Linked DNA regions of Bos taurus: region 2 is linked to region 1. The links are chromatin contacts, called in public Hi-C maps. All regions are on one chromosome and are shown on one strand. Each heading gives the region's core, a stretch centred on a gene start, on an enhancer-like site or on the middle of the called end of the contact. The rest is flanking DNA. Distances are from core to core; before and after follow the strand shown.

Region 1 (6,130 bases), core at 1,608-4,107:
ATGTCTGTTTTTAAATGAGAAAAATAAAGAACTAATCACTTCTTATAATGTGTATTTACTTCAACATCAGATACCATGTCTGATTTATACCCTTCTCCCCAATACACTGACTCAATGGTCTTTGAACATTACTAATAGTATGTATCTATATATTCTAGATAAATGAGACTTTTCTCTAGGCACCCCCCACCCCCTTGCTTAGAGCATATACAAAGTTGTCCATCTAAAATAAACTTAATTGTGCCTTAATATATCCCCTTTGAGCAGGAAACAACATCTTAATAGGATTAACTTGGTATAAATACTGAATCATTCCAATTAAAATGAAGGGTATTAAAAAATAAAGGGCAGTAATAACTTTTGAAGTTTACCCATTTTTAGAAAGCTTGTCTAGGGGGAAAAAAATCTACCTACCCTTTCACTGAGACTCATTTTGCTTATCTATCAAGGGAAAAGCATAAAAAAGAAGTAGGAGTCTGGATTAAACTATTTTTAAAAGACATAAAGTCAGCTGTTTATGTAAAACTCAATTTGATAAACATACCAGGAGGATACCAATTTACAGATTTAGGATCTTAATAAGGCCTAGTTGCACTGGTTTAGCTCTTGCCAAGACTACTTCCTTTCTTTTTTCTTTTATGAAGAAATAGTCTGAAAGTAAGATATGAACATAACCTAACTTTAATCAAAGCAATTCATGAAAACCAAGGAAGGTAAATTTTTAAAGAACCATTCTAAGATTCTTTCAAAGAATACTACCCTGAGACAGTTTTAAAGAGATTCTTCTTATGAAATTTTGAAATCTTTTCAAATAATTCCAGGAGCACTAGAATCTTGTAAGGAATGAGCATGTGTATATTTTTCTCTGTAGGATATGGTTCTGACAGACCACAGAGGAGATCAAACTAGTCAGAAGATATGAAAATAAAGTGAAAGGTAGTTGGTAATAATTATACTGGGAAGCACAATCTTTTTGTTTTCAAATATTGTATAGAGACTAACCTTTTTTTTTTTTACCACGACTAAAAGACACATTCAGGTCAGAAAATGATGTCACTGCTTTCAGAGTTTTGTGTTGCCTGAAGCCCTTCACTTGAAATAGCTTCTATCAGCTGATTCTTTAATAGAACCAAGGCACGTTCTGCCCAAACACTACCACCACCCCCAGCAAAAACAAACCCGAGACTCTACTACTACGATTGAGCACAATCCGGAAATATCACCTTCTGCTTTATCTTTAACGTAGCGACATATTTCTCATTGTTTCACTGAACACCGCTTAGAGACCCTGAACTTCAAAATCATAAAAGCGTCTAGAGAAACTGTCCGAGAACCACATTTTGGGGCGTTACGTATTTAAAAGCATCTCTCTTTTTTTAAACAGAGTTCATCCTCATTCTTCAAAAGGATCAAAGTCAACAATGCGTGTAAAAGGAAAAGTAATTTTCAAAAAAGTTCGGCCTGGAGAACACAAGTATCTCAGTGCTTAGGGTTCCCTCGGCTCAAAAGAAAACAAGGGGAAAAAAATTATTAGCATTGCCGTCTTCTCTACACACTTCTCTTAAAATGGTCCTTGGAAGTCCCTTGGGAAAATGAGATCCATCTATCCAAGTATGCCATGCCCGCGAAGATGGCAAAAATGATATTCTAAAGCTTAAAAAATTCAAAAAGGTATTAACTTCTGCGCAAGCCCTGAGTCTCCTCCAGGTCTGTGACGCCCGGCTGGTGGGACGGCGCCGCGCGAGTCCAGGAGCAGAGCCGCGGGGGACGAGGGCGCCGGGCGAGCGCACGACTAATTAAAGGAGCCATCTGAGTTCTAAAAAAAAAAAAAAAAAAAAAACCAACCCTGTCTCCACCAAACCAATTCGATACCTAGCCTCACCACCCCCACCACTCCCGCTCCCCGACACGCAGAAAACACCAAGTGAGACGGGCGGGGGAGCGCGAGCCCAGAAAGGAACTGAGAAGAGAAGCGCCTGTGACACAAAATGGAGAAGGAGGAACCGAGAGGGGAAAGAAAAGAAGGAAAAGCGGGGGAAGGAGATGGTTAAGAAGAAAAGCAAAGGGGTGATGGGGTAGCGATTACGGGGAGAAAAGCCGAGGGGCGGCGGAGCGTTAAAGGACAAGAAACAGAGTTGCCGAAGTAAGAGACGGAGGAGAAAAGAAAGACGTCCTAGAGGCCGAGGCTCCATTTTCAGCAGCGCCATTTCGCTTTTCCTTTCGCCGCGTTTTGTTTGGTTTTGTTTGCAGCGGGTGGACGGGCGCCAACGCGTTTCTGCAGCTTCAGCAGCTTTGCTCCGGCAGACGGGGAGGCACGCAGGGCCCGCGCTGCCCCCTCCCCGCTCCGGACGTCCAGCGCACCTCCCGCTCCTGCTGGTGGCTGGGCGGCCTCCCTCCTCGGTCCCCGGCCCGAGGGGGCCCGACCCAAACCCCCGGGGCCAGCAGATCTCTCCAGTTCCCCCCGCGGGGTTGGCGGCGGGCGCGTGCCGCAGAGGGATGGTGTAATCGAGAAGCGTCGAGGAAAGAAACTGAAAAAGACCGACTGCACCCGAGGCGGGGAGGGAGGGGCGCACAGTGACCGGGGAGCCAGGAGGGGCGCCCGAACCTAGACCTTTCCGAGACTAGCTGGGGGTCCCGCCCGCATTCGGCCTCGGGTCGAGCGACCCACGGAGCACCTCCACCTGCACCCTGCGACGGGGAAGGCGCGGCCTCGTTCGCGCGCTCCCGCCGGGGCCACGTCCCCGGCCCACCCGGAGCACCGCTGCCCGAGGCGGCGCCAGGCCCTGGCCTCCAGGCCTGTCCCCGCAGCCGGAAGAACGGCTAAGACCGGGCTCGGCCCGGAACCTCAGGCGGGCCCGGGAGAAACGATGGCCCAGAGCCAGCCTCTGGGCGCCCGTCCGGGAGGCGGCTGGGACGCCGGTCTGCGCGGTGGCAGTCCCAGGGATTTTCGGCGCGGGGATGTCCCTAAGCTCCTGCGGGGTTAAATTCTGGGGCAATGGGAGGCTCTTTAGGAAACAGAAAGTGAGGTTTTCTCACCCCCGACCTTCAACTGCTAGTTTCCGTCGACTGATAGTGTCTATTGTAAGAGTGTCCAACGCGCCCCGGGTAGATTCCCTTCGTACCCCTCTCCTTGTTTCTTCACTTGCACTTGACAGTGTCCTTCACTCAAAGTGACGTCCTTGCCGGCGCTAGAGGAGCCCCCGGCTCGCCGGCGTCCGCAACCTCAGCGCTAGCTCCACGGACGATCCTCTGGGGACAAAGTCGGCGGCGGGGGGAGACGCCGGGCAGCGAGGCCGCGCGTCGAGAGCTGCGGCCGGCCTCGCCCAACTCCCAGCATTGACCCGTACGGGGCGGCCGAGGAGACACCGCGGCCACACGCGCCGTCGGGTTCCGCGCTGCGCAGCGCTGTGGGCTTCCCGGGCCCTCCTTCCTTCCCGGCGCAGGAGTGTGGTGGCTTGAGTCTGGAAGCGACGGCTTTCACAGGCTTTCACAGGTGGAGCGGAGCCCGTGAAAAGTGTGGACTCGGGATCACTGCAATGGTAACCGAACCCCACAGTGTCCCAGGGCGTCTTGGTCAGCGTTTCCCTGGTTTTGCACCTGGAAAAGAAACGTCTTCACTCCTGTGCGCCCCCGTTCACTGCGTCCTCTTTCCGTGGTCAACTCTAACCAGATAGCACTATCCGTGCCACTAGTCCCTGGAATGTTCGTATAACTCAGACCTTGCAGTATATCAGACGCGCCAAACTCCGCGCCTTCGACGATCCTCGGACGCCAGCCGCCGGGCCCTTGAATACGCTCGCTCCGTCTGCCACGCACGCGCAGGCTCACCTGCCGCTTTGCCTGGGACCTTGGAACTCCGCGAATTTCTCACTACTTCTACGTTAGCCGGCCTTTAAATTTTGAAGTAACATTTAGGCTATTTCCAACTGTTGATCCTTCATATAAATATTTTTTTCAGATTACAGATTTCCACAAGGAAAACATCTCTTTTCCAAACGAGGGGTGGGGTTGGGTGGGGTGGGGTTGGGAAACCCATCCAGTTTCTTGTATTCTAGTAGAAAAGTTGCATTAAAATGCAGGCTTAGAATTACTTCAGGATTAAATCCTTTTCCAAAAGAGAAAGCTCGATGGCTAACTTCCAACTTTAGTCTTGGCATCTTTAGGTAAGGTGATCTTCTCCTTCTGTTTTTTGTGACTTTCAAAGACAAGCAGATCAATGCTAAAGTTCAAACTCAGAGAGCCATCTGTGATGGTTTTAGAAGATTCTACAAAATTAAGAAGTAAAAAGTATAGAAAAGCTATAAGGCCTAGTTCACAAATAACACTGCAGCTTCAATTTCTGAAACAGAAAGGACTGTAGGAGATTTTAAACATTTTAAAAATTAAAGTATTCCAATCTGGAACACATATTTATCATCTGACAGTATATGAAATTTACATTGAGCATTGTCCATAAGTCTCATGTTTATATTGTTTCTTGGATTTACTCAAGTTTTTGTGCTTCCCTCTTTTGTGGGAAAGTTTATAATTTTAACTCACCATGTTTAATTTAATCATGATTTTTCTTTTTAAGTGCAAACTCTAAAGCCATTTAGAAAGGATATTTTATGGCAGCCAAATACAAGAGCAAATAAAACTTAAATAACTCTCTCATTTCTCAAGGATCACTTCCTTCAGAAATAAAAGTTGAAAGTTGTAGCTTAATAGGTACTCTGTCCATTCTTAAATCTAGCCACTGAATGCAACTGATTAGGTATTAAGGCCTACTTTCTGTTTGTTTGTTTGTTCTTTAACATTCCAAAGCATTTATTAAACTCAAGAGAAACCTGGGTTTCTTTTCATAAGTTCAGGTACTGATTAATTTTCATTGCGTTAAGGTACTCATGTGAATTTCATGTGTTAAATGGTACAAAGTAGTGTACCATTCAAAAAGAAAAGCATCTCTATTGGATAGATCTACCCTGTAAAAAAAGCATACAGTCACTGTCTTAGACTTAAAAGAAGAGGCAAATTTGAAGTAGAACTCTTATGTTTGATTCAAAATCCATTTAGAAAGATAGTTAATATAAATTACCTTCAGAGCAAATTTTTGGCAAGATAGTTCTTAGGAATGAAAAAAACTGAATCCAAAATGTCCAATATATGATAGTCAACTTATACAAAATTTTTGCAAAACTATTTTATTATTCTTAACATTACCTATTGGTCTTTTTCTCTTTCAAAATCTCAATATTGGTAATTTATTGAATACTTTTAAGGCACTTCTTTATGTTTAGAATCACCTGCTTTGTTATAGCATAAGTCATAATTCCTTCAACCCACTGAAATATGTTATACTAAGTATTTTAAATGTTGCTTATTTGTTTCATGAATACCTTAAATTTCAAATATGTACAATTTTTACATTTTGAAGTACACTTTTAGTACTAGATATTGCACATGGAATACATTCAAGTATTTGATTCTAATAAGAAACAAATGTAAATGCCTAAAATAAGGTATGTACAATCACAGGAAATAGCAAAGAAAATAACTTCATTTTTCTATAATTCTAGTCATTTTAAGAACATTCAGTTAAAAACATGAAGTAAGTTATTTGCTAAGACCTTATTTTTTTACTAAAATATTTAAAAGTTTGCTAAGATCTTATTTTTGTACTAAAATATTAAAAAGTAATACAGTTTATATTCTTTAGCAATCACTTCCCAATCCATTGCTTTGTTAATTACTCTTCTGATTATGTCTACTGGATACCAAGCATGATCAAACACTTAGATAATGAAATATCTTAAAATTTCCCCTGTTAATGTTTAATGTTGTTTCTTAATTGTTTTATGAGAAATGTAGTTAAAAGCTTTTAACAACTTTTTAACATAAAATTAAGATGCACACTTGCACTCATTTATCAAATATGTAGAATTTATTGAAGTTCAAGGTCATCTGAACAATGAATATGTTGAACATAGATGTTGAAATACAGCAAGTTCAAAAGTTATAATTCTTTACATTAAGTGGAAATTTAGGAATAGTGTTCCTTTTATTTTACTATGTTTTGCTTTAAGAGGGCTGTATATGATACCAAAATATTCTAAGAAAAGTGTATGTAGTGCTGATGGTGGTTGCAGGGATG
Region 2 (6,130 bases), core at 1,467-3,966, 61 kb after region 1:
ATACAATCTAAAAATTAAATACTAGAAATTGTTTTCTGCAACTAACAAATGTACCAAGGAGGCCTCTGGGAAAAGCTGACCACACAGATCCTATAAATGCCCCAGCATATTTAAATTGTACTCATGGTACAGAGGCCAACATTAAATTGGCTTCTAAAAAAAACAAATAAACTAACCAGCACAAAGGATACAATGTATTTTAAAACATTCTAAAACATTATTTAAAATGATACTTTCTAATTCTTTGTAGAGCCTCAAAAAAAAACCCAAATTTATCAGCATTGTCTATCTTAATATTTGCTGTGTAAGAGGAAAAATACGTTATTAACAGGATCTTTGAACATCTATTTTGCAACTTTCAGCTGCATATAACTGTTATTTTAAAAGGCTCTTTCAGGGCAAATTTAATCTATTGGCTTTAAGGCTGTAGAATTTTTTACGTCTAGTGAAAGCTCCAATGCCATTTTCAGTGATCAAAGTAAAAATTGTAAATAGTCCCCCCCACACACTTTCAGAACGTGTTCATATATAGTTTTTCTAATAATATAGAATATACTGATTTTATTGCCACAATGAAGAGAGCCTACATCTATGTAATCATGACTTTTAATGATTATACTTCAATGTATTTCAATGGCTTCCTTGTTAAAGATACACATGTATGATCTACAAACAAATACTTAATCCTGTGCCTCCTTCAAAGGGAGTTGAAATAAATGTACCTATAGGAGAAAAATTCAGTTTTTCTAGTATTAGAAAACATTATGGTGAAAGTTTTGGTGTGAGCTGGAAATGGACCCATCACTTAGGCCTAACACAGAAATACATATAGGCAGAAGAGGACAAATGCCTTGTAAAAAAGAAAGGGCTTACATATATACAAGAGAGTAATGTGACAGTTATTACAGAAACAATTCTTGTGAATTTCCTAATTTTTATGCTCAGAAACTCACATTTTAATTGTATTTACTTTACTCTTTTAAAATAGCATTAAAATAAAATCTATGCTCAGCATTACTGCCTTCTTTTTTGACATCAAATTATGATTACAGTTATCGATTCAAATTCTTTTAGAGTATTAACAATCAATGTTATGCAAGGTTATAAAATATATGTGTAACAAACATAATGAGCTTGGGTGTTGTTAATACTGTTTAACTTTTACACAACTCTGCCCTGTAAAATATTCCTTATGCAAATCATTTGCATATCTTGACATTTTTCAACTGATGTTTTACTACTGATGAGAAACAGGGAATTTAGAAAGAAAAGAGAGATGGGAAGGAAAGATGAACATGATTAATAGGTGTTTGTTTCATAAAGACTCAAGGGAGACTTTTAAATTCTTCACTGTTCCTACAGGCTGACCAAAGTGGAAAGCTGGTTCACATGCCTTTCAGTGCTTTCAAAGGAGAACTGAGTAGTTACTCAATCTTTACTGATGCTAAATTATTCTATTTGCGTTCTGTTGTGAAATCAGGTGCTTTTTATCCATTGGTGCAAGGTTAAATGTCGACTGTATTCATTAGGAACTTGTTTTTCAAATAAGCACCTAAATTATGCCTTTAAAAGTGTTTCATCCTAAGTCTGTTTCAAATTATGCCTCCTGTAGACTAAAACATCTTCCTCCTTCCTTATCCCTCCTCTCTACCCAAAAGAATTTTAAATTCTTTTGATCAAAAAAACTCATAACCTACTTTGTTGTGCTTTTTTTTTTAAAGAATCATTCTTGTTCTTCAACTTCGTATAACTATTAAGGGGGAAGTTACTTTATACAATATTTGAAGTTTCAAAATTATGGGCATTCACTTCTAATAAAGATTTTGCCATTCTTAACTGTATTGTACTAAGATAACTATCTGATATAAATATTTGAGGGCTGCTTGACTAATTAAAACAGGACCCATAAATGTTGTGAGCACCGTAGCACAAAATCCGTATCAGTTTCTTTTGGAAAGGTGTTTATTTGCAGCTGCATCTTACTATTTTTTATCATTTTGTCCACTGTGTTCGTAAATAAGGTACTATTCTCTCTGTCGAAATACAGAACTTAAACGCGCGCACTATATGAATGTATACGTGTGTTTACACCCCCCCACGCAGAAAAGAATCAATTGCCGTATTCCAGAAATGACAATGAAAAAGGAGAAATAAGCAAGAATTATAATTAGACGTCTACAGTCTCATTCACTTAAGGGCAGTGCTAGGGGATTAAGCAGTTGAGTTAAAAAACAAAAAAGCTCAAAACCAAAAACCAACCAGTTGCCTTAGATTGGAGCTTCCCGCAGCTTTCGCGCTGAGCGGGGCGCGGGGAAGGAGTAGTTCTCGGGGCCGGTGGGGACCGGGATCCCGACACCGTCACCACCACCCGCGGGGTCTTTCGGGAGCGCTCCCGCGGGCCCCGCAGGAGCCGGTGACAGTCCTAGGTGAGCGCCGAGCGCGTCCACAAAGCTCCCGGGCCGCCCCTCGCGCTAAGGCGCGGCGGCGGCGGCGGCGGCGGCGGGAGCAGAAGGAAAGACTAGACGGAAGCGGCGGCGGCTGGCGGGCAGCCGGGGACGCGGGCCGGGAGGCCGCCGGGGAGGCCCTGGGCGGGGAGGCCCGCAGCCCGCGCCGCCGCCGCCGCCGCCGCCGCCGCCGCCCTAGCCGCGTGCGCGCGCGGCCGCATCAGCTGAGCGCGCGGCGCGTGTCACGTGGTGCGCGTGTCGAAGGTCACGGCGCGCTCACAATGGAGCTTTCGGAGTATGTGCAGAAAGGCTTCCAGATGCTGGCCGATCCCGGCTCCTTCGACTCCAACACCTTCACGCTTCTCCTCCGGGCGGCTTTCCAGAGTCTGCTGGACGCCCAGGCGGACGAGGCCGTGTTAGGTAAGCCGCTCGGCTCTGAGCTGGATCGGCCTGGGTGGAGGGGCGCTCGGAGAAGAGGAGCGAGAAGGGGAAAGCCCCGGGAAGAGGAAGTCTTCGGGCTTTGCCCTTCGCTCCGGACGGAGTGTGGGGATGTGGTTCTGCCAGAACCCACAGCGGACCCAGATCATTGTTCTCTCCCCACTTGGCACTTGCACACCGCCAGCTACACTTTCCTGGTCTGATTTTCCCTCTCAGGCTCTTTGTTCTTTTGTAAAGCCGGTATTCAAGTCTTGTTTGTGGCCTAAACATCTAAGGTTTTCACCCTGGTCTGGGGCAGAGACTGTTTGACACTTGGACTTCATCAGGGCAGCTCCCTGCGATTCAAGTTTTCAGTACTAGGCTGGCGAAGGTTTTAAAGGGTCTGCTTCCAGAGTAATTACTCGGTCAAATAGTGTTGACATTTTCCAGCTTAGAGAATACCTCAAGTTCCTCTGCTCATTCCAACACTCTAGTTCAACATGTTTTGCACAGGTTCCACGCCCAGACTCTTAAAATGTGGTGTATAATGTTTTGTTCCGCATCAGTTATCAGGAAGCAAGTCTGTTTTAAATGGTCCGGTCACTGCGGAGTGCGGTGTCAGTATGGATGGAGGCATATTTAAAGATAGATCGCTTTTAAATTATTTTCTTAATTATAAATATCTCAACAATTCAAATTTTTTTGTTTTTTTCCCCTATAGTTTCACGAGCTAAACATGTGTACCAAAAGCATGAAAGTGGAAGTTCTTTAAACGAAAATAGTAACCACCACCTGGGTTAATCTCCAAAAAAAAAAGACTGTCGAAACTTGAAAATATTTTGAACCCTTTCCTTCTCCTCCACCTCCATGTATTAAAGTCCGTGGAGCCAGTTACCTACCCTAAAATTAATCTTTAGAAGGAAAGTTTATTCATTCTTAAATTGACACCATGTAAAATATTTATCTTATTTTCCTCTCAACTTACTCCATCCAGCTTTAGAATGACCACTGTATATTTTACAATAGGACATTTTTTTTAAGTATTAAGGTAAAATAAAATGAAGGTAATTTGACCAAGTAACAGCAGGATTATTGATGTGTGCTCTTCATTGTTTTGCCATTGACCATATTGCTCATCTTAAAATTTCTAGTGCTTATAGTTGAATTCTTCTTATCTTGTTAGAGTTCTTCACCAAATGGAAATACCTTTTTAGAAACAGGACTATAAAGAATTTATTATCACAGACATCATTGGCAATTACTTTTATTATAGATCACCCAGACTTGAAACATATCGACCCAGTGGTTTTAAAACATTGTCATGCAGCAGCTGCAACTTACATACTGGAGGCTGGAAAGCAAAGAGCTGACAGATCAACTCTAAGGTACAGGATTTATTTAAATATCCATTTGTTTTAAAATAGTGCCTTTATGATTCAAATTTCAGTTTTTAAAATGGAGACTAAACTTTGGCTTTTTTTTTTTTTAGCACTTATCTAGAAGACTGTAAATTTGACAGCGAGAGAATAGAATTGTTTTGGACGGAATATCAGGTTACTTAAATTTTAAAAACTTAACAATTACTATTTTTCTTCTGCTCTGTTTGCAAAGACATGTTTTCTTTTTCTTTTTTTCCTACCAGAATAATAGGAATTCCCTAGAAATCCTACTGGGAAGGTAGGTACTGTATAAGGTGTCAAGCTGAGCCACTTTTCACTTGCAGGTATGAATGGAGAGTGCTGGTGTGAAACAAAACAGGACAAAAAACGGGGATCTAGACCAAAAGAAAAGGGGCCAAAGGGCAAGTGAAACAATTGAAGTTAAGCTAATGTTTTTAAAGATAAAGTTTATTGAGGTAATTTTTTAAATGCTCTTTTACTATTCAGGACTTGAAATAAAGTTTAACAGTGTTTTAATTTCAGAATGGATTAAAATTGTGTGTGTGTGGTGTAGAAGGTGGTAAAGAACAAATACTGAAAGTTTTTCTGTAGCTATTATGTACAAAATTATCATTATATCTTTCAGTATAGGCAGATCTCTCCCACATATAACTGATGTTTCTTGGCGTTTGGAATATCAGATAAAGGTAAAGTTTAACAAATGTTCTGTAGGGCAATTTAGGGAACTTTAAAAAAAAAAAAAGAGCTAAAGAATGAAATCTCTGTGTTGTGTTATTTTAGACCAATCAACTTGATAAGATGTACAGACCTGCATATTTGGTGACCTTAAATGTAGAGGTATTTATACAGAAGCCCTGTCTAAAAATTTATGTATAATAAAATTTTCAATTTCCTTGATTTAAATAAACAGCACTTTTTTCTTCCCTAGAACACTGACTCCCGATCCCACCCAGAGATTAGTTTTAGTTGCAACATGGAACAATTACAGGTACAGTATTAGGATCTGTGAATATGCCTATCTTCTTACAGATTTTTAATTGCGAATTATGCCCATGGAAAGTTCAAAAGAAAATTAACCATCTGTCAGTAGATAATGAAGGTTGGTTAAGGAATTATTGGGAAGGGGGCTTCAAAAGCAATATTTTAAAATAGGCTTTTGAAATTAAGATGTTAATAGAGAACTGGTCTGGTTTGCTGTTCCCTTCAATTAAAACAAACTTGTAGTGTTGAGTGTAAATTCTATTTGTGATGTGTTTGAGCCAGTAAGACAAAGGAAAAGAAAGCTTGGCTTTGAAAAATGTTCTCTTTGCTTTCAAAAATTTAGTAAACTTTCAAAACATGATTTTTAAACAGTGGTTTTAAATGACTTTTTATAAAGGGGCAAGTTACAAAAATTCTGAAACTGTTTATATTGCCTGTGTAAGTCACTGGGGAAATTCAAAATTACATTGATTAATGGAGATGACAACGAATTTATTTCTTAACACTTAAAAAAAGTGAAGAACATCTCTTGAAATTTTGATGAAATTGATTTTTTCCAAAGGAATCTCCTGCAGAGTCGTTTTAATGTAACCATTAATTGAACTTTAAACTTTCAAAAGATGTGAATATAGCATTATCCTTGTTAGGTAACTTGAGAAATTTAATTTTGGTAAACCCTGCATGTTCAGAAGATTTAGTTGGAAACTGTATTTCACATCTGAGGGCAAGCATTTTGAAGATGAGATATTTTAGAGGAAGACTTTACTTTGATAGTGGTTTGTCAAAGGTTTAAAATCTTGAATTTTAAATTGTTTAGAAAGTGTCTCCCGACTTTTTTCTTGCATCTTTCTCAAGCTTGGATACTTCTTTCTTGCGTTTTATCCTAAA

Evidence for each region. A called contact is a pair of places that touch in the nucleus more often than the background predicts.
Region 2: a contact with region 1 is called in a Hi-C map of skeletal muscle, with 2.7 times the contacts expected there. The contact joins the promoter of COMMD3 here to the enhancer-like site in region 1. A contact is called at or near these places in 2 of 11 Hi-C or Micro-C datasets (skeletal muscle and an unstated tissue).

What each region holds. Positions count from the first base shown.
Region 1 is chr13:23,362,089-23,368,218 of ARS-UCD2.0, forward strand. No RefSeq gene overlaps it. Among named protein-coding and RNA genes, the nearest start is that of TRNAN-GUU, 21 kb to the left of the region's middle. Within about 2 kb of position 2,858, at least 80 of the 102 cell types and tissues checked have an H3K27ac peak or open chromatin away from gene starts, as enhancers often do. A contact at or near this core is called in skeletal muscle, where this site is marked.
Region 2 is chr13:23,423,168-23,429,297 of ARS-UCD2.0, forward strand. It overlaps COMMD3 (COMM domain containing 3), which reads left to right and starts at 2,717. Exons shown (of 8, transcript NM_001076999.1): 1 at 2,717-2,864; 2 at 4,135-4,246; 3 at 4,351-4,414; 4 at 4,504-4,538; 5 at 4,887-4,947; 6 at 5,042-5,098; 7 at 5,190-5,249. The coding sequence starts at 2,726.